7 separate regions of the Mus musculus genome follow, and regions 1, 2, 3, 4, 5 and 7 are each linked to region 6. The links are chromatin contacts, called in public Hi-C, HiChIP or PLAC-seq and promoter capture Hi-C maps. All regions are on one chromosome and are shown on one strand. Each heading gives the region's core, a stretch centred on a gene start, on an enhancer-like site or on the middle of the called end of the contact. The rest is flanking DNA. Distances are from core to core; before and after follow the strand shown. Region 1 holds the start of Cfap126 (cilia and flagella associated protein 126). Region 2 overlaps Olfml2b (olfactomedin-like 2B). Region 3 holds the start of Olfml2b (olfactomedin-like 2B). Region 4 overlaps Olfml2b (olfactomedin-like 2B). Region 5 has its middle 21 kb from the start of Olfml2b. Region 6 holds the start of Atf6 (activating transcription factor 6). Region 7 has its middle 8.0 kb from the start of n-TGgcc14.

Region 1 (2,977 bases), core at 164-2,663, 260 kb before region 6:
CAATTAAATGTTAATGTTTGAGGTTTATTATATTCTACTGAGCATTACAAAATTTAATTTTTAATTTTCACATAGCTGCTAAAACCTTTTAAATTATGTTTGTGACACACTGCTGGAGACTGCTAGATTAGACCAAGGGATGGTAACCAAATCCACATTGCTACCTGCTTTTAGAAGGCCAAGGGGCAGAAAACGCCACTTTCTTTCTTTCTTTCTTTCTTTCTTTCCTCTCTCTCTCTCTCTCTCTCTCTCTCTCTCTCTCTCTCTCTCTCTCTCTCTCTCTCTCTCTCTCTCTCTCTTTTTCTTTCTTTCTTTGAGGCTGGGTTCCACCCTTCTGTCCCTGCCTCCCTGGCAAGAACGTTTTTTATTTGTAAAAATAGACCATTTGTAAAAATATTTGTAGACATAAAACAACCATTTGTGTTGCTTTGACAGAAGGTAGTTGGCCAAGGTGGCACACACCTGTAAGCCTCACGCTTAGCAGAGGAAGGTAGGAGGGTTGTGACTTTGTGGTCCAGTCTGGGATAGGTAGGTAGTAGCAAAACCTTACCTGTCTACCTACTCACACACATACACATAAACGAAGAAAAAGAACAACACTAAACTGGGAATACTAAAGAAGGAAAATATTTTCTCCAAAGGAACTCCAAAAATGTGTAGGCAATATTTTGTTTCTTTTCTTACTACAAGACTCTGGCTGGCCTGGAACTCTCTATGTAGACCAGGCTGGCCTCGAACCATCAGTGACTATTTTGTGTCCTTGTTTTCATTCTCTCTCTCTCTCTCTCTCTCTCTCTCTCTCTCTCTCTCTCTCTCTCTCTCTCTCTCTTTCTCTCTCTCTCTGTGTGTGTGTGGAGGGGGAGGGGTTCTCTTGAAGCTCAGGTTAGCCTTGGACTCAGTATGTAGCCCCAGAATGCCTTGAACACCCATCCTCCTGCCTCGGGGACCACTGGGGAGCATCTCTACCCCTATATTTTGAATTTTTCTGAAACAAATTAGTGCTAACTTTCATATAAATAGATATGACTTTGTCACTTGACTTACAAAGCCTAAACTGCTTACTCTGGCCTGTACAAATAAAATCACTGCTTCCTGGCTTACGGTCTACAGATTTAACCCAGATCCTCTTTGCTTGTTCCTGGGCCCTCCCACCCATGAGATGAAGCACCGCCTCAACCCAGTCAGAGTCTGATGGGAGCGGGCAGTCAAGGGCAGCATCTGGAACATAAACTCAAATGTAAAAGGGTGACGAGCAAGCGCTTACCTGGTTGGCACTGTAGTTAGTGGCCATGATCCAGTGCTGTTTACACTTGTTGCCTGGCAACTGCAGAAGGCCAGCCTTCTGGGAGTTACTCCCGGTCAGCAGGGGTTGGGCTACATTCTGTGGTTTACACTACCCTCTTCCTTTCTCTCTGAAACGTAGGTTCATTTTCATTTTAGAGTATAGAGGCCCAAACAAACATGAGAAAATGAACTGAGAAGTAGCCATGGATACCTTGAACACCCCGTCCTCCTGCCTCTGCTTCCAAAATCCCAGGACCACTGAGCAGGACCGCTGCATTTGCCTCAGTTACTATACTTTGCATGTGTCCAAAACAAATCAGGGATAACTGTCATGTAAATAGCTGTTTCCCCAACATAGTTAAGTCTGCTTCAGAATTTCCAGGTTGTCTTTGAATGACATCTTCAACTATTTAAACAAACTTTGAGACCCCCCAACCCCCGTGAGCTGAGTGTGTGAGACACTGTGGTATAATGAACTAAGCCTAACCCCTCATCCATCACACACTGTAGTGATGGCCTGCTTTGTACACTGAAGAATAAGGTGAATGAAATGTTCACAGTGGGAATTGGGCGCTGCCAAGATGCTGCTCACAGGATAACAAAGGCACACTGCTTAGGAAGCAACCAACTGGTTTGTTCCCAAAAGGAAATATATGTCTTATCCTTGGTCCTTAAGTGACTCCTGTCTCCTCCATCCCCCTACAGTCACAGGACCCAAGATATAGCTTCATAGTGTTGGTTAGGATATGGCAAATCAGAACGTAGGGTGGGAAACTGAGTAGGTACCAGGGCCTGAGCCTATTAGCTATAAAACCAAGGAACCCTGAGAGACTCATTGAAATTTCTGTTAAGTCCATCTACTCATCTATTGGGGTGTTAGAACTAAAGAGGGCTTGTCAGTTACAAAGTCTTAAGTTTTAAAAAAAGGAAAAAACCCAAGTTGTCCAAAGATACTTAAGAGCCAGATATGGCTGTGCACGCCTGTAATCCCAGTATCCAGGAAGTGGAGGCAGGAGGATCTCAAGTTCAAGACCAGCCTTGGCTATGTAGTAGGATCCTGTCTCCAAAAAACAGGGAAGGGACTCATGAGGCCCCCCCTCCTTCCTGGAGCTATGGAGGCGTTAACTGTTGCTGGGGGAGGGGCTCACAAGGCCCCGCCCTTTATGTTAATAGTTCTGGAGAGGGCAGGATCTTCTTTTCAGTGTTGTAACCAGCCACACTGGTAGGTGGTCCATGCTCCTGGGAATAACCTCCCACGTGTGCAAGCATCTCTGAGCTCAGACACACACACACACACACACACACACACACACACACACACTCAAACACGAAAGCATGGTGACGCCTCTAACCTCAGAACTTGGAGGAGTCAGACCTCTAAATGTGAGCCAACCAGGTTTACATAGTAAGTTCCAGGCCAGTCAGGGATGCATAGAAAGGCCTTATCTCAACAACCAAACAACAAGAACAAAAGTCCACGTGAAGTGAGAAGAGGGTATAGGGGGAAGCAGGTGGGGTCCACTGGGAGGGGGAGGGGCATAAGAGGGTGAACGCAATCAGAATCCTACATGAATGAAAATGTCACAATGAAACCCATTATTCTATAGATCATAGGTGCTGGTTTGAAGGAAGGACGTGGGGTGGGGAAGGGATCTGGGGAGATGGCTCAGTGACTGGGAGTGCTCTCTGCTCA
Region 2 (2,939 bases), core at 387-2,886, 200 kb after region 6:
CAAGCCTTGGTTTCCCTATCTGTAAACCAGAAGGAAGAAACAAAAGGATTCAGATGTCCCTGCAGCTCATCCATCCTTTGCCACAGTGTCTTTGAACCCCAGAGAGGTTAAGGTCCAAGGCTTCTCAGCAAACTCTGGGATAACTGCATCCCTGCACTAAGGATGAAATCCCTGACCCTCTGACCCGGACTCACGCTGCTCTTCTATGTCATTTTCCTCCTCAGAGACCTTGGCTTTATAGTAGGTGATTCCCCTGATGACGGTGGGCTTGGAGGCCAGCCGACCTCTCAGGTGCACCTGTCTCTGCAGGGGCCGCTGCGGCTTCATCGCTGCAGGAGGGACCAGTGGCTGCGTCCTCAGGAGTTCGATGGAGTTGATCTGCTGTGACACAGTTTCCTCCTGCAGAAACCGTTCTTCATACTGCTCCTCAGAGGGGACAAAATGGAAGGTCAGGTCACTCCCTGATCAGAGACATGGGACAGGACGAACAGTGATGGAGCACAGGCCACAGTCAAATACAGTCGCACTTCCCAAGAGGGCCTTAGCTGTAGAGATTAGCTGTAGAGATCCAGTCCAGTCATCATGGCCAGACTGTCTCCCCATCCCACCACCTCGGTGTGTACAGAGGGGGGAAAACAGGGCTTTCACTCTGACCTTTAGGATCCAGCCTGGAGAAAACCCACCATGCTCACTTCTAACCACATCTCCTGTCATCTCTGCTTGTTTTCCCATGCATGAAGAGAGTTTAACCAGACTGTGCAACAGACATGGCCATCCCTAAATATGGCCGTCTCTTTGACATGAGGTAGTGATGGGCAGCTGGAAAAATGTGCACACATCCTTGTCAATCCCCCTTCACTGGGGTAAAAGAACTACCCGGGAGAGCACAACACATGCTAGTATGCCAGCTGTGCCCTTGGTGGTGTCGGTCCTCCATGCCATCTCTGTACCTCCCTCAAGCCTCTTATAAGGCAACCTCTACCAGAAGGATGGGCATGCTTGCTTGTTGGTGGTGCCATTTTAGTGAGCACCTATTACAGCCAACCCAATATAGAATATTATTTTTAATCCTCATAGCAATGGAGCAAGGTAATGCTACCAGCATTTCCTGGATAAGGAAACAGCCATTCAGTAACTTAGTTGAAACTCCACCCAGGGAAGTAGCTGAGAAGGATACAAGTGAAGTCACACAATCACCAAGTGGGCCCCACGGTTACTTCCTGGGCCTGTGTTCCTCCTTACATTAAGCCACATTGACTGTGACCTCAGGTCTACTTATTAGCCTTCCAAAAAGTGGCCACCATCTCCATGTCTTCAGGGCTGTGGTCTGGCAACTGCCCTGTGCATGGACGTGGAAGATGTTTCATTTCCCAGTGGAAAGAGCTGCCTGGGAGGTTGACAAGAGGCTCCTGCCACAGCCTCTACCTCAAATGCCCAGGGGCAACTAATTGCTGGCGCTGGTTTCCCTCCATGTCAGAGAAGCCAGCTGTCATTTCTTTGTGGCAAACCCCAGGAACTGACTTTAGGTCCAGGCTCTCGGGAAAGGGCAGGGACTGCAGTTCTTTGTCCCAGCCAAGGATATGGAGCAAGACGGTGGACAGCCTTTGCCAGACAACATATAATTTCCTTGGATTCGCTGGCGGCAAGTTGAACTGGGCGGCAGCTACCCCCACCACATTCTGATTGCCTCTCTGTTCATCCAAGAGTCTGCCAAATGATTTCACCTCCTGGCATCCAGTGTTCCCACACCCACAGTGCCTTTCCACTACCAACCTGATCTCCGGGCCTCCCTGCCAACCTTCTAGACAAGGACCACGTTGGAAGACCACCTTACAAAATAATTACTAGCCGTTCCAAGAATTGTCTGGCATCATTTGCAAGAAACAAAAATAACCAGCTAAAACCATCTCCCCTGTTGCAGCGTGGCGCTCACCAAAGACACAGGGCTGCTGCGTACACACCGAGAGAATGAGCCTACCTCTGGGCATCCTGTATCTCCCTCTCTGCTTCTAGCCTGGCTGGGTGGATTGTGCTAACTTCAGCACTGTGTGCTGTGGGGACTCAGGGAAGGCCCGGGAAGGACTTTGCTGAGCAAGGAGAAAAAGAGTTTGGTGTGTTTGATTTGGTTTGTAGTTTGCCCTCGGGAAATCTGAGCAGGGTTTCTGAATGTACCACAGAATGTGTCATCAAGACAACAGACCGCATTCTCCAGCTTAGCTGGCTGACTGGGAAGCTGGAAGCAGAAGGTAAGGAAATGCTGGCTGCACTGGGCAGCGGGGGCTGAGATGAGAGGCACAGGAGCCAAGTGTGAGGGGCAGACACCTTCACGTCCCTTTCTGGTTCCCAGAGCTCCTGGCTTTGGGGTGATTTCAGGTACCTTCACACCTCTTTGTGGGGTGATTTCAAGGTCCCTTAGGGGTGACCCACCCACCAGGCTAAACACATGTTTCAGTGACCAATACGTAAGGGACACTCAAAAATAAGACAAATTATTTATGAGGGAATATAATGTTTCAAAAACATCAAAAGCCAGGTAATGACTACTGTTTCTTGCTTTACAGCATGGGATTGCTTTTGACTTCTTTTTTTTTGTTTTGTTTTTTTGGTTTTTTGTTTTTGTTTTTTTTTTCGAGACAGGGTTTCTCTGTGTAGCCCTGGCTGTCCTGGAACTCATTTTGTAGACCAGGCTGGCCTTGAACTCAGAAATTCGCCTGCCTCTGCCTCCCAAGTGCTGGGATTAAAGGTGTGCGACACCACCGCCCTCCTGCTTTTGACTTATTGGGGAAGTCCACACACCATACTCTTCCAGTGCCTGTTGTCTCAGAGTCCCCATGTGTCTTCAGAACACATGTACTCGAAAGTTCCCAAGCCCCCCAGATATGCCCCCTTAGCCTCACTATAATGAGTTTCTTTACCCAAGAGTTCTGAGCCTGTAAGCC
Region 3 (2,848 bases), core at 184-2,683, 220 kb after region 6:
TCTTCATCTCTGAGAGGGCTGGTAATCAGGGTGTTCTGAGGACTGAGTTAGTTCATAAACGGACACACTACAGCACGAATCACCATCCTGGGTCGCTTGGCCCCCTCTGGGAATCAGCCACAACTGTGTGGCTCGGCACTGACACTCCACTCCAGGTACACCAGGTCTTAACATAAATCCCTCTGTTTTGGAGTCCCCCTCATAAGCATCACACATGTAGCACATCACACACTCTGTCTTCACCAAGTGCTTCTGTCCGAGTGTCTCCTCTGAAGCCATAAACCACCTCCCATGGCTTATACCTATCCCATCTGCCTCCTTTCCAACTTGTCCTCCTGTTTACACATTCCAATTCTGACAGGCAGTCTCATAGGCAAGAGGGACTTTTCACAACCATTACATCACACACACACACACACACACACACACACACACACACACACACACACACACACACACACACCCCTTTCTTCTCAGTGGTATTTTCCTTTCCTCTCCTTTCTCCTGACTTGGTAAGCCTGAAACACTCCACAGTTGTGACCCATGCCCTTACTTTTTAACACAGTACTTTAACACAACCCAACAAAACTAAAGTCAGGGCTGTAGAATCTCCACTCTTAGTGCAGGTAAGAGGGACCAGAAGTTCAAGACTAGCCTCAGCTATAAAGTGAGCTGGAAGCCAGCCTGGTCTACGAGAAAGCCTGTCCAACACCAAACGAGCAATATAGTGTGATAAACTAAAAGTGAACATCCACTTCACTAAAAATACAGAGAAAAACAGCTGCTCATAAATCTTTCATCCAGGACCAGCCTCAGGTCCTTGAGGTCCCCCAAGGCAAGAGGGGTGGGCACGCGATTCCTCATCCTACCTGAGATAAAACGTTCTCCTGGTTGTCCGCCTCGTTTTGCAGAATGTCATCTTCCGTGGGCTCCACTGTTTGCACATCAGGGGGCTCGCTTGTCCCTGTGGGAGGTGTAGTGGACCCCCAGACCTGTGCCACCACCAGAGCAAAGCAGAGAACCAATGGCAGGGGATAGGCCATGAGAGATGCGACAGTAGGGACTTTAGTCCCTACAGAGACCACCTTGGGTCGGAGGTCTCAGCAAAGACAGGCTGGAAGGCGGCTTCACTGGAGTCCGGAAGAGTAGATGTTCAGAGAACCGTCTAACGTCTAAAGCTGGGTGTGGCTGAGTGGAGCAGGACTGTGCTCCCCAGAGACCCTGAACATCTCCTCCCAGACCCCAGCAGCTTAGACTGTGCAGAGAGGACACAAGAAAGAGGTGACTGAGGGAGCAGAGGAGGGCGCCGGCTCGACGAGGGCAAGCCGCAGCAGCGTGAGCTCAGGTGGAAGGCTAGCGCCGGGAAACTCGGGACACCCGGAGACTGGGCGCAAGATGGACAGTGGCCACAGCGCAGGAGGCAAGGGAGGGCTGCTGGCCCAGGGCGCCGCGGGGCTGGCGCGGAGGGAGGGCGGAGCCTCTATTGTGCCGGGCAGAAAGATGCAGCCAGTGACGGCCCGGAGGAGGAGGACCGGGAAGCGCACAGACTTGGGCGCTGCGCCCGGGGACCCCGCCTCCTCTAGGGTTCAGCCACTGCGCTTAAGCGGGCGCCGGCTGGCGTGGGAAGGGCGCTGCTGGCCTTGCATCTGATTGTAAATGGTCATCCGAGAGGGACTCCGTGTGCCTTTTCTCGAGTTTTCTTCACGCCCGAGCTCCGGGGGAGCCCTGACTTGCTCCCTGGACTGCAACCGGGACAGCGGAGAAACACGACCTCTTCTCTTGAAGTGTTTTATTGTTGTTGGTTTTTGTTTTGTTTTGTTTTGTTTTCCGGAACTTGACTCCATCTGGAGTACGGGAAGCTTTGAACTTACGAACAATTGTAATCTTCATGTCTGCTACAACCCTAGAACCTGATAATACCCCCACCCAGAGGATGCATCTTGAACCTCTGACAGAATGTGGAGGGAGTTGGATACATTTTTAAAATATGGAGAGTGGCTACAGGTCTCTGCTGTCTCTGCTGTTCTGTTTGTCCTAGTGACTTCCCAGAATCAAACGCCTACCACAGGGAATGTCTCTTGCAGTCTCCGTGGTTTGGGACAAATGGACAGGCCTCTCTATCTGGCCAGATAATCTCTAAAGGGTATATACATGTAATGGTGCGGTCCTCTTTTGGGCTCTTTAATTAGTGACCCTGAATATGCCTACTATGAAGATTAACAATGTGTCACTTTTGGAAAGAGCATTAAGTCTTCTGGGACAATTGCCACTCTGAAATACTCAGCAGAGTCAGGTCGATTCTGAGGGGCTCTAGCAGAGCTGAGCATGGCAGGCATGGCTCTGGCAGGCCTTGCCTTCTCCTAGCCCATCTTCCTTGTTAAAAACCGTTCCATTACATTCCTAAAGCCAGCCACCAAGATCTAGTCCCCCTTTTGGCCGACTCCTGCCCCCTGAGGCTATTAAGGGCCCCTCCCTTTGGCTGCCCTAATTAATCTGTACAATCAAAAATAAACCCCTCATCTAAACAGGGGACTTCCCCTTTACCTTTATAAACTGTCATTTGCCTATGTGCCACATCTGCCTCCTCTCTATCCAGAGGCAGTGTTCCTTTCCCCTTCTCCTTCATTCTCTATCACCTGACTTGTATTCCCTGCCCTTTGTTCCTTGGGGGCAAATAAATCTCCTTTGGGCTGAGAACTTGGTCTTGGGATGTCTTGTGCTGGATGCATATCAATCCCTTCAAATGCAAAGACCTAAAAGATATTCTACCCCCTAGAGAAATCTGAATACTTTGTTCCTAATGCTAAGCAAAGAGGTTGGGATAATGAAAGTAATAAATCAAGCAAAA
Region 4 (3,168 bases), core at 411-2,910, 180 kb after region 6:
GATTCTGGACTGTTTCAGAGTGAAGCTAACTTGACTGCTAACATTAGCCTGCGCAGAACGTAATTCTGCCTTCTTGACTTGGATGCACTGTGTCTTGGACTCCTGCTGCTGTAGATTCCCTGAAATGAGGAGTGGAACTGGAACCATAAACTAAACTTAACCCTTCCTCCCCTATGTTGCTTTTCTCAAGTTATTTTATCACAGCAACAAGAAATGAAACATTTATTAAAGATGAAAGCAATTTTCATAGTAATGAGGTGGATTGCTAGTTTATTTACATCTTGCCTGAATATTGGATACTTCAGAATGTAGAGCATCTTCAGTATGGTGGTTTGGCCCATAGAGAGTGGCACTATTAGGAGGTGTGTTCTTGTTGGAGTGGGTGTGGCCTTGTTGGAGGGGGTGTGTCACTGTGGGGGTGGGCTTTGAGTTCTTATATATCTATATATGCTCAAGTCTAGCCAGATCGAGTCTCTTCTGGTTGCCTTTGGATCAAGATGCAGAACTCTCAGCTTCTCCTCTAGCACCATGTCTGCCTGGATGCTGCTGTGCTTCCTGCCATGAGGACAGTGGACTGAACCTCTGAATCTGCAAGCCAGCCCCAGGTAAATGTTTGCCTTTCTAAGAGCTGCCTTGGTCAATGGTGTCTCTTCACAGCAATGGAAACCCTAAGACATCCAGTGTTTTCAAAGGTGATTCACATTTTAATATTATAGTCATTAATGCCAAGAACACTGCTTAGCAGAAATACATAGTCCAGAGTGGCAGAAGAATATTTAGGGTCATTTTAGAAGTAGTTGGAAATTCTAACCTCATCTCAAATCAAAATTCATTTGTTTACAAATTTCAAGTTAGTAACTCAAAACTGCAATTTTGAACTCAAACATTCGAATACAATCTAATCCAAAACTATACTAATTTGACACATATACTGGGGCATGGTGGTAGGAAAATAGCAAAAGGTTTTGTTTTCTATAAATGAACAATATTTTAATTGGTTATTTTATGTATTTACATTTCAAATGTTATCCCCCTTCCCCGGTTTCCCCTCCACAAACCCCCTATCCAATTCTCCTCTCCCCATGACCATATCTCAGTAAGAGCAGAAAACTTTGTATACGTAGAAGGAACGTAGCCCGTAACACACAGGTCTCAAATCTGAGCTGAGGTGCTTCAGGTTTACTGCATGGCCCAACAGTACACTCAGTGCAAAGCTACTGTGTTCATGTTGTCATTGCCCCCTGCCCCACTGTGCTTTCTAAAGGAGTGTGTGAGTGCAGAGAACGGGAGGGTGAATTGCTATGTTTCCTCTGTTTTTTGAAATGATATTGTTAGGAATATTTATAGGAAAACAGCGAGTATATATTTCTCATCAATTCAAGTGCCGTAGGTTATGTACAGGGTGACAAAGTGAACTGATATTCAGCCAGTAAGTACGGGCAGCTGAAAGTACCCCTTCATCTGACAGGTGAGGTCATGGCCCAGGAAGAAGGGATGCACCTTATGCCTGTGGCTAGCAGCAACAAGGGAAGGCACTTGTTTTTTGAGGCACTGAATTTCTCAGTCTTGATGTTTCCAAAGTTTTATCCCAACTGAATATAGTCAAGGAGGGCGTTTCCCACCACGCAACCTCAGGCTGCTGTTGTTTCTCTGTGGTCGTTGTTCCTTCCTCTCCTTCCTCTTTCTAGCTGGTAAAAGGCACTAGATGGCAAGAATAGTCCGTTTGGTTCTAAGGCAATTAGTTCACCCAGATGCAATGGGCTGGATTCCCTAGAGGGCTGTTCTTCGAGGCCTTCCCCTGGTCTGCATGCAGTGGGAACCCCAATAGGTTACCTGACAAGAGGGGCGGGAAGTCAGCCCTCTCTCAAGCCCCTCTGCTGCTACCAAGTCAAACAGCTCTTGCATCTGCTGTGAAAGACTTGACTACCTGTAATTTGAAAAGGTGTCGAGTGCAGGAAGCTAGCAGGTCTGGGAGTGGAGGGGTGGGCTGGGAAGCCGTGCAGGACGCACATACTGAGCAGCCCTGACAGGTGAGCATGGCTGAGGTCCACAAGGACATATGAGCAGCCGTGGCTCTCCAAAGAGAGTGGGATGGACATGACATCATCGCCTCCCCGCCTCCTAACCAGGTTCTACCTCCTCCCACACCATCGTCCACGTTTCCCTGGGTGTTCTGGCTTCTACCTGTGCACTGGGCAGAGAATCACATTGTGCACTGCAGGGTCCACACAGGGCTCAGTCTGAACTAGGAGGGGCTGCAAGTCTTCCCTGCCCCTTAGGGAACCCTGTTTCTGAAAGACAAGACTGAATGGCACCGTGCATGGTGGCTTGTGCTTGGAGCTCAAAGGATCAGACAAGAGGACTTTGAGTATGGGGCTATCCAGTGGTAGAAAGTGGGAGTAGAGAAGGAAAAGGAGAGAACAGGGGAGAAGAGAGGAGAAGAAAGAGCATACCCATCACCCCAAGGACACCATCACCCCAAGGAGGGGAAAGGGGGTGTGGTGGTTTGTATATTCTTGGCCCTGTTTGGAATGGCACTGTTTGGAGGTTTAGCCTTGTTGGAGTACGGATGGCTTTGTGGGTGTGGGCTTTAATATCCTTGTCCTAACTGCCTGGGAGCCAATGTTCTGCTAGCAGCCTTCAGATAAAGACGTAGAACTCACAGCTCTGCCTGCACCAGGCCTGCCAGGACGCTGCCATGCTCCTGCCTTGAGGAAAATGGACAGAACCTATGAACCTGTAAGCCAGCCCCAATTACATGTTGTCCTTATAAGAGCTGCCTTGGTCATGACTAAGACATGGGGATGTCTTGCACTCCAATGTTTCTAAGAGCTCAGGTGCACACCACCTCGGAAAGAATGTTTCTGAAGAACACCCAGCCTCCTTCAGGAGCAGAAAGCTAACACCTAGTTAAATGCATCCCCAAGAAACGAAAATGAGCCGGGAAAGGATCTTAAAATATCTCCTTTATTAAAAAAAAGTATTTTTTTTCTGAGTTTTAAGAACTTCTCTAATACATAAAAACTTTGCCGCCACTTAGCACTTTTTCCTGAGCCCCACACTCCTGCTCCTGGCTGCAAGACCTGGAGGAAGAAACCCTCCAGCCCTTGACCTCAGGAGTCAGAGGTTCAGAGCACGAAAGAAGGTAGTTACTGGTCAGAAGGAGAA
Region 5 (3,152 bases), core at 528-3,027, 240 kb after region 6:
AGTAGAAACAAAAAGAACTATACAAAGAATCTATAAAACCAGGAGCTGGTTCTTTGAGAAAATCAACAAGATAGATAAACCCTTAGCCAGACTAACCAGAGGGCTCAGAGACAGAAAATTAATTAAATCAAATTAATAAAATCAGAAATGAAAAAGAAATATATGTTAAAATAATTATTCTGTTTGTTGAATATTAACAGTTGAAAATATTGAAATCATGTTCTACAAACATCATGGAAATATTATTGATAATTTTTGTCACTGTGCTTGAAATTAGCATTTTCTTAATGTTTAACTTCAAAGAGTTTTTGCTATTTTGAAATTTTAAAATATACTTACTGATAAAATAATTTCTCTCCTAGAAACACTGATAATCTTTTTTAAGTAAACTGATTATTAGACAATGTACACAGGTATATAATGTGTTTTAAACACTCGCTCACTATGTCAGGTGGTATCATATAAGGGCTTTTGAATATATTTCTTAATGTTTCATTTTTAATATTTTATGCTCTTTTACTATGTTAAATTCCCAAGGAATATTTTGTATGTTTTGAAACAAATTAGATAATGTTTTCAACATTAGATATAGGATCCTCAGTTATGGAGAGTGTTAAATGTTCATTAATGATATTTTTAGGGTATGAAAGGATATGAATATAAAAGTTGAACAAATCTTTTATGTATTACTTGATTCTCAAAATACTCAATATTATTAATATGATTGATGTATAAAATGCATTTAAATAATAAAAAAATTTAGGAAAAAACAAAAACAAAACAACAAAAAAAGATTATAGAACTAAAGGCCTTGAACTAGATTTGTATGCAAACTCTGAGTAAATTACGGGACACTGGTTGATGTCATAATTGGCTGGTGGTGAGAGAGACAAGAAATGCTGCCCCTGAGGGAAACTGTCTTAATGGTCACCATAAAAAGCTAAATAAAACAGCCTCAAGCAGATTGAGCTGATATACAAAGAATTTAGCTACCCTGGAAAGGATAATTAAGGTGATGCAGTTCTTTCATGCAAGCACTTGGGAGGCAGAGTCAGGCAGATCTCTGTGAGTTCAAGGCCAGCCTGGTCTACATAGTGAGTTTCAGGCCAGTGGGGGCTACAAAGTAAGATCCTGTCTCAAAAACAAAGCAAAGTTTAGACTATTGCTAGAGGAAGCTATTGGCATACTCTCACAATGTAGTATTCTGAATGTTCCACATCTAACAAAAATATTACTAAACACAGAGAGGAGGGTGGAGGAAGAGGGAGGGGGAGAGAGAGAGAATATCTATGATTCATCATCAAAAGGAGCATTAGTCTGAGATGTGGTGGCCAAACCTCTAATCCCAGAACTTGGGAGTTTGAGGCCACCCTGAGCTACAGAATAAGACCTTGTCTCAAAAGTAAAAAACAAACAACGCAAAGCCAGTCAATAGAGATGAAATCAGGTAATCAGAAAAAAAAAAGTAGATAGTGTAGCATTTAACAATGAAGGAAACCTTAAAATTTTAGTGTAGGGGCTGGAATATGGCTGAATTGGCAGCACATGCTATGCTTAAAAAGGCTCTAGGTTCAATGCCCCAGTACTGAGGTGGGGAGTGAGAAGGGGCTGGACCACCAGGAAGGTCATTGCTTTGGTCTGAGCTTCTAAATGTGGCTCCAACATCCAGGGTAAAAGTGAAGATGTAACAGCTCACGTCACACTCAGCTGTATGTCTGAGCAACACAAGAAGTCAGGGTCAGAGCGATAACAACTCCATTTCCCAAACAGGGCAGTTGCCGTTGGCAAGATAAGAGAGTGTTTCTGACGCAAGCCATCTAACCAGGCAGCTATTTTTAGTGCATGCGTGCATGTGTGCATGTGTTGTCTGCCTGTCCTCTCTCTCTCTCTCTCTCTCTCTCTCTCTCTCTCTCTCTCTCTCTCTCTCTCTCTCCATTAATATACTTACCTCTGTTTTAAAAAATGAAAGTTATCTGACTCCAGAGGGGAAAAAATAAGGCCTTTAAATATATGTAATTTTGTTCTCTTACAGATGGAAACTTAGTAATTTTTTTTTTCATTTTTAAATGTTGTTCTTTAGGCTCTAGTGATATAATAATTCTACTTTTTTTCCTTCCCCTCAGGAGTCAGGTAACTTCCTTTTTTTTTTTATGAACAACATTTAAAAATGAAAAAGAAATAACTAAGCAACATTCTAGGTACTATAGACAAAATGGCGAATAAACTTAAAAATGCAGCAATAAAGACTGTCTAAAATCTCTGTCAGAGGAAGAACTTGGGGTTCAGGAAGGGCAACAAAATAACCAATGAATTTTCCCAAACACTGCGAGCCCCAGGATAATAGCCAGGAGCCAAGCATACCCTGAGCTGGAGCCACATGCTGTGGAGGAGAAGTATCTCAGATAACTGAAAATTCTCCATGTGGATGAAAACCATAAAACTAATGATCTGAGATGCTGAATGAAGTCCCAGCAGAGGAACACATACATATGCACACCAGACAAAAGAATGTGATAACTACATCAGAGAATAGTAAACAGAAAATCTTGAAAGTAACAACCAGAAAAAAGACACTGCAGCGATACAAAGTTGGGTTGTTTTTGTTTTTGTTTTTGAGATACTGTCTTATGTGTCCCAGGCTGGCCTTGAATTCTCTTTGTGGTTGAAGGTGATCATGAACTTCCAATCTACCTCCCAACTGCTAAACTAACAGGCATGAAACCCTTCTTGCTTTAAGGTTGAAAGATCCAAATTGCTGCTCATGGTGTCTCACACTTGTAATCCCAGCATTCAGGAGGTTGAGGCAGCAGGATTGCTATGAGCTTGAGCTTAGCCTGGGCTACATAGTGAGACTCTACGACAAAAAAATAAAATCATAAGAGCTGAAAGAAAAGGAAATTTTGCTGGCATTTGATTTCACCAGAATTTTTAATCTTAGTATTTTCATTCTGAAAATATCCCAAAGGTCATGTGTAAGATATTCTGAAGTGTGTAAGGCTTCTGTGGTTTTAGGGTTCACACTCACATTAGCACTTACAATTGTGAGAGTCCTGGTGATAAGCTAAATGATAGTGCTTGATTCTATGTTATCTTTTGTAATAGTGCTTTATCTGGGGATCCAGCCTAGGGGTTTGTAAGTGTTAGGCAAGCAC
Region 6 (3,142 bases), core at 384-2,883:
GTACTGGTAAACAATTCAAAGACCCAGATGTCCGTCTCAGGTAAACAAGTATGATGCTATGTATTTAAGGGAATGTAGAAATTAAAACCCCGAGAGAGCTTCAAAGAGTAATGAATGCCTAGTGACAATAATTTGGAGAACATTTCCGTGTTATACATTTATGTGAATTAAAAAAGAAATTCCCCAACACTCAACATATATATTTACAAACAGGTTTAAACATGGTAAAAGTAAATATAAAAAATGGACTAAAGGCTGGGCGGTGGTGGTACACGCCTTTAATCTCAGCACTCGGGAGGCAGAGGCAGGCGGATTTCTGAGGCTACAGAGTTCCAGGACAGCCAGGGCTACACAGAGAAATCCTGTCTCGAAAAAAAAATTTTTTTTTTAAAATTTATATATATATAATTCCAACGACGAAAGGAATGTCATTTGTCGTAGGGGGACTTCAGAATCGCGAGTGTGCGTGTGTTCGTGTATGTATGCATGTATGTGCACGCGCGTGCTGCGTATTGCACATGCATGTGTGTATGTATGTGTGTATGTATGTGTGTGTATGTATATATGTATGTATGTGCGCGCGGGCGGTGCATTGCACGTGTGTATGCGGGTGTGGTCCCAGCCGGACTTCACGAATTCTGACCTGGCTTTCCTCTCACCTTGTTGCATTCCGCAATCGCAATCGGTAGTAACCGCAGCCACGAGGAGCTCGGAGGATTCTGGGAAGCATTTATGTTTGTTTGTAACCATGGGAAAAGTTCCTCTCGGTCCTAGAGGGATCCGTGTTCATTCACCGTCTGGGTTTGAATGCAGTCCCTGGCTACTGAAATCGAGTAAAACCGAAAAGTAAACAACACTAAGTAGGTTCTCGAAACTGTTGTTTCAAATTGCTCACATTTTCCAGTTGGAATCCGTGATGCATGATTCTTCTCTAAAAATATTTAGAATTTTGGATTTTAGTAATAAGAGATTGACAGCTTATTGCGAGTTTTAGAAACTCTTCTTTAGGAGGTAAGTGCGGACATGGAGAATTTATCTTATATATTTTCTTTGTTTAAATTTGTTTGAAGGTGGGTTTTCTACAAGTATTATTTGTGAGAAAGTTTACCTCGGATTCTGTCCCAGTAAAGGAGTGGTTCTAACACATGTCGGAAATTTGTATTTTTCTTTATTTACCGTGTACGTGGAAAATTTTTACAGCGATTGAAAAGCATTTATAAATACAGAATCAGGTTTACTGTCAATTTCTAATTTCGTTCTGAGATGTCTATATCGTAGTATTAAGCACAAAGAACAAGCCACTATGATCAGGAGACTTTTCAGTTTTAGTACTATCAGCGAATTTTAACAAAGCGGTAAAATCTGCGTGCTCTTCGCTCAATTTAAAAAAAAAAAGAGAGAGAGGGAGAGAGAAACAAAAAAGAACAACCACAAAACCCCACAGCGGGACAGAAAGTGCTGAAATCCTCGTAGGGAAATATTTACTCACAAGTCTATTGAGTTTGCTTATCTGCTGACGTCTCCTTAGCTTTGGATCCCAGTTCCCGCGTGCGGTGAGATAGTTTGCCTCCGCCCGGCCACCGTCCGTGTCAGCGTTCAGCTTATTTTGTCCTCCGGCCGCCGCCGTTTCAGGTTACTCACCCATCCGAGTTGTGAGGGAGAGGTGTCTGTTTCGGGGAAGCCGGCTTGTGTTGCCGGCGCCATGGAGTCGCCTTTTAGTCCGGTTCTTCCTCATGGACCAGATGAAGACTGGGGTGAGTGGATCTGCGAATGTACCCGAGCTAGGTCGGGCCGCGTCTGCGGGTTTTTTTCTCCTCCCGATTTCCGCCCGGTGGCGGTGACAGGTGTGGACGACCCGTGTCCGGGGAGCGAGGCCACGGGTTGAGGGTCGTAGAAGAGGCTGGCAGAGCCTCTGGGCTTCTGTCCTGGCCGTAGCAATAATGGAATGATGTTCTAATTGAAATTGCTGTAGTTTTTCAGCGTGTGTTCCTGGTGGAAATTCCAGGTGATCGTGAGGGACCAGAACTTAGTAGGATGATGATTGTAGCTGCCCCAAAGGCTCCAAGCTATTTTCTCAGACTGTGGGCGTGTGGCTGGGGAGCGCTGAGTGTGTGTGTGTGTATGTGTGTGTGTGAGTGTGTGTGTGTGTGTGTGTGTGCGCGCGCGCGCACTGAACGTGTACGAGATATGTTGAGAAAACTTGGTTAAAATACAGAAGAAAATCCTTGGCTCCCAGCTTGAACTGTTGGTTTAAGACATAGATCCAAATTGGCAAAGAAGAAACTCTCCCAAGCACCTGACCTCGTGTCCCTGATTACTAGATCTAACACAAACTGATGTAATCCTGACTGCTGTCCAAACACAGCTCTGAAATCTCTTGTTAAGTCTATTTTTAGTGTTCAGGAAGGATGGACCAGAGAATGACAAGGAACAAGCTTTGGCATCCAAATCCTTAGAGAAAGCTGATAGTCCCTTCTCGATTTCAAGACAGAATGTTAACAGGATTATGTGTGTTAATATGTGAATGGAGTTCTGTAGGTGGCTCAATGGATCCTGTAGTGAGACTACATTGTCCTTCAGTTTTGGGGACACTTTTTTTTCATGGACTAACATTCCACTATAACATGAGTGGGCCCTCAACTAGGAAGTGTTGGAATCCTAGTTTAATTTAACAGTGGCAGATGCTCTCTACAATTACAATCTATAAAAGGTTTATTTTAATCTTTGGGCCGATTTTGACAACTTTCTGGAAAAAAAAAACCTTTAAATGTTCATTCTCCAGTTCATTTCCCCAGCTAAATGCTTTTGTTATAGTAACAGCAGTCACTTGTTTAGGACTTTATTTTGCTAAGCACACTACATGTGTTATTTATGTTATGTTCATAACAGTCCAATGAGGTCCCGCCATCCTATAGATGTTGAAACAGAGGTTGACAGAATCTGTTCTCTGAGTCTTAGACGAGTAAGTGATAAAGTAGGATCAGAACCAGGCTTATCTAACTTTGAAGTCTGTGCCTCTGGTTTTTCTACTCTGTAACACTTGCTCCCCCCCCCCCCCCCAAGCCTAGATTCTTCCTAATGCTAATGTTCTTAACAAGTCTACTTAGATATGTTGGGTAGTTACAATTAGAATTAGTTTTCT
Region 7 (3,121 bases), core at 135-2,634, 220 kb before region 6:
CTTATTTAGGGTTTCCATTGCTGTGAAGAGACACCATGACCACGGCAACTCTTATAAAGGACAACATTTAATTGGGACTGGCTTACAGGTTCTGAGGTTCAGTTCATTATCACCATGGCAAGAAGCATGGCAGTGTCTAGGCAGCCCTGGCACTGGAGGAGCTGAGAGTTCTACATCTTGTTCCAAAGGCAAACAGGAGAAGACTAAGCATCCAGGCAGCTAGGAAGGTCTTAAAGCCCACCCTCACAGTGACACAGTTCCTCCAACAAGGCGATATCTACTCCAAGAAGGTCATACCTCCTAATAGGACCTGTCCCTGGGCCAAGCATGTTCAAACCACCACAGACTTTAAAGTCTGAAACACACACACACACCTGTTCTAGAGAATTTGATGATATAAAGGGTTTAAACAATTGAGGTGTGACAGGCACAGAGAAGCAAAAATATACAACCTGGCTCCTCCTTGGACCTGAGCCAGATTGAGCAACATAAGCCAGTCCTGTCAACACTGTTGGGCTACGAGGTGAATAGCAACTCATAATAGATAGCAGTGGCTCAGGACCAAAGGGATGGATAGCTCAAGGAAATGCCTGGATTTATGGGACTAGGTGGAGCAACGTTTCCCATACAAGTGATCATACCCAACATTGCAATTTTAAATATTTTTATTTTTAATTATGTATTTGTATCTGTGCATGTGAGTACAGGTGACAACAAAGGCCAGAGGCAGTGGACCCTCTGAAGTGGGAGTTATACATAGATGCTGTGGATATCATTCGGGTCCTCTGGATTAGCAGTGTGTGCTTCTAACTGCTGAGCTATCTCACCAGATCCTAACAGTGATATTTTATTTTGGGGGTGGGTATTTTTGGGACAGACTTGGTCTGTGTAGCTTTGGCCATCTGGCCTGGAACTCACTTTGTAGACCAGGTTGGCCTTGAATTCAGAGATGTTCATGTCTCTGCTTCCAGAGCATTGGGATAAACAGCATGAGCCACCATTGCCCAGACTATTTTTGTTTTGTTTTGTTTTTGATGAAAGGCTTGATCAAAGTGATGAGGCCTTTTTGTACTGTATTGGCACTACTTATAATTTCTCTTTAAACATTAACTTAGCTATCTAAGACATATTGACACTCATTTGAAACAGATAACTGTGGGCCTCCAGAAAAGCTGCCTGCCCTCTGTAGACAGATTTTGTTACACAATTAGATCCCTTAAGGATCTTACAGATTGGGGAAAACAGTAAAGACAAGTTTAAGAGTTTAAACAAATGTTGTGAATAGCAGATGCTGTTTGTATTTTGATGCTAATTCCACTCTCCTGGGAGGGGTTGTAGACAAGGAGTGAGTCACATACTCAGGTGACTTCTTGTGAACCAATCCTCTTAAAATGAAAGAGTCAATCACTGGGCAAGTAGGAAGGACTTCCAGATTGGACAGAGGAAGAGAGGAAGCAGGAGAGAGTTAAGTCTTTTTGGATAGGGATAGCTTAGGACAAGATGTAATTACTAGTGTCTCCTGGCTTCAGTGGCGGATCTGTAGGATTCACCACCAGAGGATTTAGATTTAATATGGTTTACAAAGTTAGGATTTTAGTTGTTGCGCACAGCAATTGAGTTACTGCTGTTTCTGAACTAAGTGTGTGTTGCATCTTCCTTCACACAGTGGCTTGTCTGGGTTCAAGAGAGAAAGGTACAGCGGCGAAGCATGGTGGGTTTGCTTGATGTGCACCACAAAAGTTTTAAAGCATGGGGCTGGAGTGATAGCGACCGGCCAGTGGGAACCTAGCAAGCTGAGTGGAGAAGTTTTGGGAGCTTCAGGCCAGAGAGTCTCCACGAGATGAAAACAGATCGTCCATTGCCCGCCAGTGCATGGCCATCCAGGCCACCGGGGCACCAAGTTGCTAACACAAGTGCAGGAACAAGCTGGTTCATTCTTTTTAATATTTCTTGCAACAAACAAAGGCAGTCTGAACAGAGGACAGTAACCTGAGCCCATAAGGTTGTAAAATGAAACTTCTCCATCATCTTCTGATTGGTTAAAATAAAAAGCCTATGGCCTATAGCAGAAAAACAAAAACAAAACAAACAAAAAAACAAACCACCACCACCAACAACAACAACAAAAAACCAGAGTAACAAGGTGGGACTTCCAGAGACAGAGGACAACTCTGGAAAGGAGTCAGGCACGGGAGATTGGCCACCCAGACTGGGAGGAAGCTGGACATATGAAACTGATGATAGACAACTAACCAGCCTCGTGACAAAACTTAGATTAGTGTAAATGGGATAATTAGGTTATGAGCCAGAGGGCAACAAGCCTAGCATAAGGCCTAGGCATTCTTAAATAAATATAGATTCCATGCCATTATTTGGGAACTGGGGCAGAAACAGAAGTGCCCACACTTACAAAACCAGGGACTATATTTGGTGACAACTAAAAGAAGTCCATAGAGGAAAAAAAAATCTTGTGTTATTGTAGATGCAACATTTGTCAGTTAAAAAGCCCATGGCTTTAGCAGGAAACAGAAGGTGGATGATCCAGGAGGCAAAAAGAATTCTGGGATAGAGCTGTTGTGTCTGGCCAGTAGATCACAACCTGAGTTCTAGCCTGGAAAGGTATTTTGGAAACCTGGAAGAGAAGAGGGGCTGGGCTGCGCGAGATAAGGAAGGAACCAAGACAAAGGTCTCTCTCTGCTCAAGGTTCAATTTTTACTATTTTGGCACTCCGTTATGAAGGAAGGGGGAGGGGCCCAATTCCCGCCAAATAATCTCGGAATCCAGTAGCAGGGTGACCACGTGTGTAGCTCCAAACAGCAAAGCGGTAGGTTCCAGCAGTGGGCGTGGCAGAACGATTGAGCGGGAAGCTCCACCCCTGAGCAAGCAGGTTTCAGGCTGGGGGAGGGGAGACTACATAGAGCCAGGCACTGAGAGATTTGCCAGGGAAAATGTGAGGAGATGGCTGAAGAGAGAAAATCAAGAAGATCAAACAAAGAAACAAAGAAACAAACAATGTCTTTGCTGTACCCTCCATTTTGGGGCAGCTCTGAAACTGCCTGAGACAAGAAATGTCCCCAGCCAGGACTTCAGCTTGCATGTCTAATAAAGCCTGTAGGCTATG

The links. Promoter capture Hi-C pulls out the DNA fragments that hold promoters and counts their contacts. A called contact is a pair of places that touch in the nucleus more often than the background predicts. HiChIP or PLAC-seq counts read pairs in DNA pulled down with a chosen protein or histone mark. Capture Hi-C pulls out chosen DNA fragments and counts their contacts.
Region 1: a contact with region 6 is called in a promoter capture Hi-C map of adipose tissue. The contact joins the promoter of Cfap126 here to the promoter of Atf6 in region 6. A contact is called at or near these places in 8 of 39 promoter capture datasets (the 3T3-L1 cell line, the C10 cell line, the HPC-7 cell line and 3 more), 3 of 484 Hi-C or Micro-C datasets (CD4 T cells, forebrain and rod photoreceptor), 15 of 115 datasets of contacts at active chromatin or transcription factors (the 230-238 cell line, the SCID.adh cell line, bone marrow-derived macrophages and 10 more) and 3 of 9 other capture datasets (adipose tissue, liver and pancreatic islet).
Region 2: a contact with region 6 is called in an H3K4me3 HiChIP or PLAC-seq map of bone marrow-derived macrophages, with 2.6 times the contacts expected there. The contact joins the enhancer-like site here to the promoter of Atf6 in region 6. A contact is called at or near these places in 1 of 39 promoter capture datasets (neutrophils) and 9 of 115 datasets of contacts at active chromatin or transcription factors (the 230-238 cell line, the NIH/3T3 cell line, bone marrow-derived macrophages and 4 more).
Region 3: a contact with region 6 is called in a promoter capture Hi-C map of 3T3-L1-derived adipocytes, with 7 times the contacts expected there. The contact joins the promoter of Olfml2b here to the promoter of Atf6 in region 6. A contact is called at or near these places in 25 of 39 promoter capture datasets (the 3T3-L1 cell line, 3T3-L1-derived adipocytes, the C10 cell line and 16 more), 3 of 15 datasets of contacts at CTCF or cohesin (the NIH/3T3 cell line, embryonic stem cells and stem cell-derived epiblast-like cells), 5 of 484 Hi-C or Micro-C datasets (Sertoli cells, adipose-derived mesenchymal stem cells, muscle stem cells and 2 more), 26 of 115 datasets of contacts at active chromatin or transcription factors (the 230-238 cell line, the NIH/3T3 cell line, the SCID.adh cell line and 17 more) and 4 of 9 other capture datasets (adipose tissue, embryonic stem cells, macrophages and 1 more).
Region 4: an H3K4me3 HiChIP or PLAC-seq map of bone marrow-derived macrophages shows a contact between it and region 6, with 2.5 times the contacts expected there. The contact joins the enhancer-like site here to the promoter of Atf6 in region 6. A contact is called at or near these places in 1 of 39 promoter capture datasets (liver), 1 of 484 Hi-C or Micro-C datasets (liver), 3 of 115 datasets of contacts at active chromatin or transcription factors (the NIH/3T3 cell line, bone marrow-derived macrophages and embryonic stem cells) and 1 of 9 other capture datasets (pancreatic islet).
Region 5: a contact with region 6 is called in a Hi-C map of the G1E-ER4 cell line, with 3 times the contacts expected there. The contact joins the enhancer-like site here to the promoter of Atf6 in region 6. A contact is called at or near these places in 5 of 39 promoter capture datasets (the C10 cell line, the HPC-7 cell line, HPC-7-derived erythroid cells and 3 more), 2 of 15 datasets of contacts at CTCF or cohesin (embryonic stem cells and stem cell-derived epiblast-like cells), 3 of 484 Hi-C or Micro-C datasets (the G1E-ER4 cell line and myocytes), 22 of 115 datasets of contacts at active chromatin or transcription factors (the 230-238 cell line, the NIH/3T3 cell line, the SCID.adh cell line and 16 more) and 3 of 9 other capture datasets (adipose tissue, embryonic stem cells and pancreatic islet).
Region 7: an H3K4me3 HiChIP or PLAC-seq map of embryonic stem cells shows a contact between it and region 6, with 6 times the contacts expected there. The contact joins the enhancer-like site here to the promoter of Atf6 in region 6. A contact is called at or near these places in 6 of 39 promoter capture datasets (the 3T3-L1 cell line, the C10 cell line, the HPC-7 cell line and 2 more), 1 of 15 datasets of contacts at CTCF or cohesin (the NIH/3T3 cell line), 3 of 484 Hi-C or Micro-C datasets (B cells, pro-B cells and rod photoreceptor), 9 of 115 datasets of contacts at active chromatin or transcription factors (the 230-238 cell line, the SCID.adh cell line, bone marrow-derived macrophages and 4 more) and 2 of 9 other capture datasets (adipose tissue and liver).

What each region holds. Positions count from the first base shown.
Region 1 is chr1:171,121,481-171,124,457 of GRCm38.p6, reverse strand. Cfap126 (cilia and flagella associated protein 126) reads right to left here and starts at 1,413. Exons shown (of 5, transcript NM_001379426.1): 1 at 1,265-1,413. The coding sequence starts at 1,291.
Region 2 is chr1:170,664,053-170,666,991 of GRCm38.p6, reverse strand. Olfml2b (olfactomedin-like 2B) reads right to left here. Exons shown (of 8, transcript NM_177068.4): 5 at 195-420. Among named protein-coding and RNA genes, the nearest start is that of Olfml2b, 21 kb to the right of the region's middle. Within about 2 kb of position 1,636, at least 65 of the 459 cell types and tissues checked have an H3K27ac peak or open chromatin away from gene starts, as enhancers often do. A contact at or near this core is called in the NIH/3T3 cell line, bone marrow-derived macrophages and embryonic fibroblasts, where this site is marked.
Region 3 is chr1:170,643,117-170,645,964 of GRCm38.p6, reverse strand. Olfml2b (olfactomedin-like 2B) reads right to left here and starts at 1,433. Exons shown (of 8, transcript NM_177068.4): 1 at 870-1,433. The coding sequence starts at 1,043.
Region 4 is chr1:170,682,568-170,685,735 of GRCm38.p6, reverse strand. Olfml2b (olfactomedin-like 2B) reads right to left here. Exons shown (of 8, transcript NM_177068.4): 8 at 2,947-3,168. Among named protein-coding and RNA genes, the nearest start is that of Olfml2b, 40 kb to the right of the region's middle. Within about 2 kb of position 1,660, at least 5 of the 459 cell types and tissues checked have an H3K27ac peak or open chromatin away from gene starts, as enhancers often do. A contact at or near this core is called in bone marrow-derived macrophages, where this site is marked.
Region 5 is chr1:170,621,771-170,624,922 of GRCm38.p6, reverse strand. No RefSeq gene overlaps it. Among named protein-coding and RNA genes, the nearest start is that of Olfml2b, 21 kb to the left of the region's middle. Within about 2 kb of position 1,777, at least 45 of the 459 cell types and tissues checked have an H3K27ac peak or open chromatin away from gene starts, as enhancers often do. A contact at or near this core is called in the G1E-ER4 cell line, the SCID.adh cell line and pro-B cells, where this site is marked.
Region 6 is chr1:170,866,262-170,869,403 of GRCm38.p6, reverse strand. It overlaps Atf6 (activating transcription factor 6), which reads left to right and starts at 1,633. Exons shown (of 16, transcript NM_001081304.1): 1 at 1,633-1,754. The coding sequence starts at 1,703. It overlaps Gm9929 (a long non-coding RNA gene), which reads right to left and starts at 1,574. Exons shown (of 2, transcript XR_003948181.1): 1 at 1,490-1,574; 2 at 1-823.
Region 7 is chr1:171,088,339-171,091,459 of GRCm38.p6, reverse strand. No RefSeq gene overlaps it. Among named protein-coding and RNA genes, the nearest start is that of n-TGgcc14, 8.0 kb to the right of the region's middle. Within about 2 kb of position 1,384, at least 8 of the 459 cell types and tissues checked have an H3K27ac peak or open chromatin away from gene starts, as enhancers often do. A contact at or near this core is called in embryonic stem cells, where this site is marked.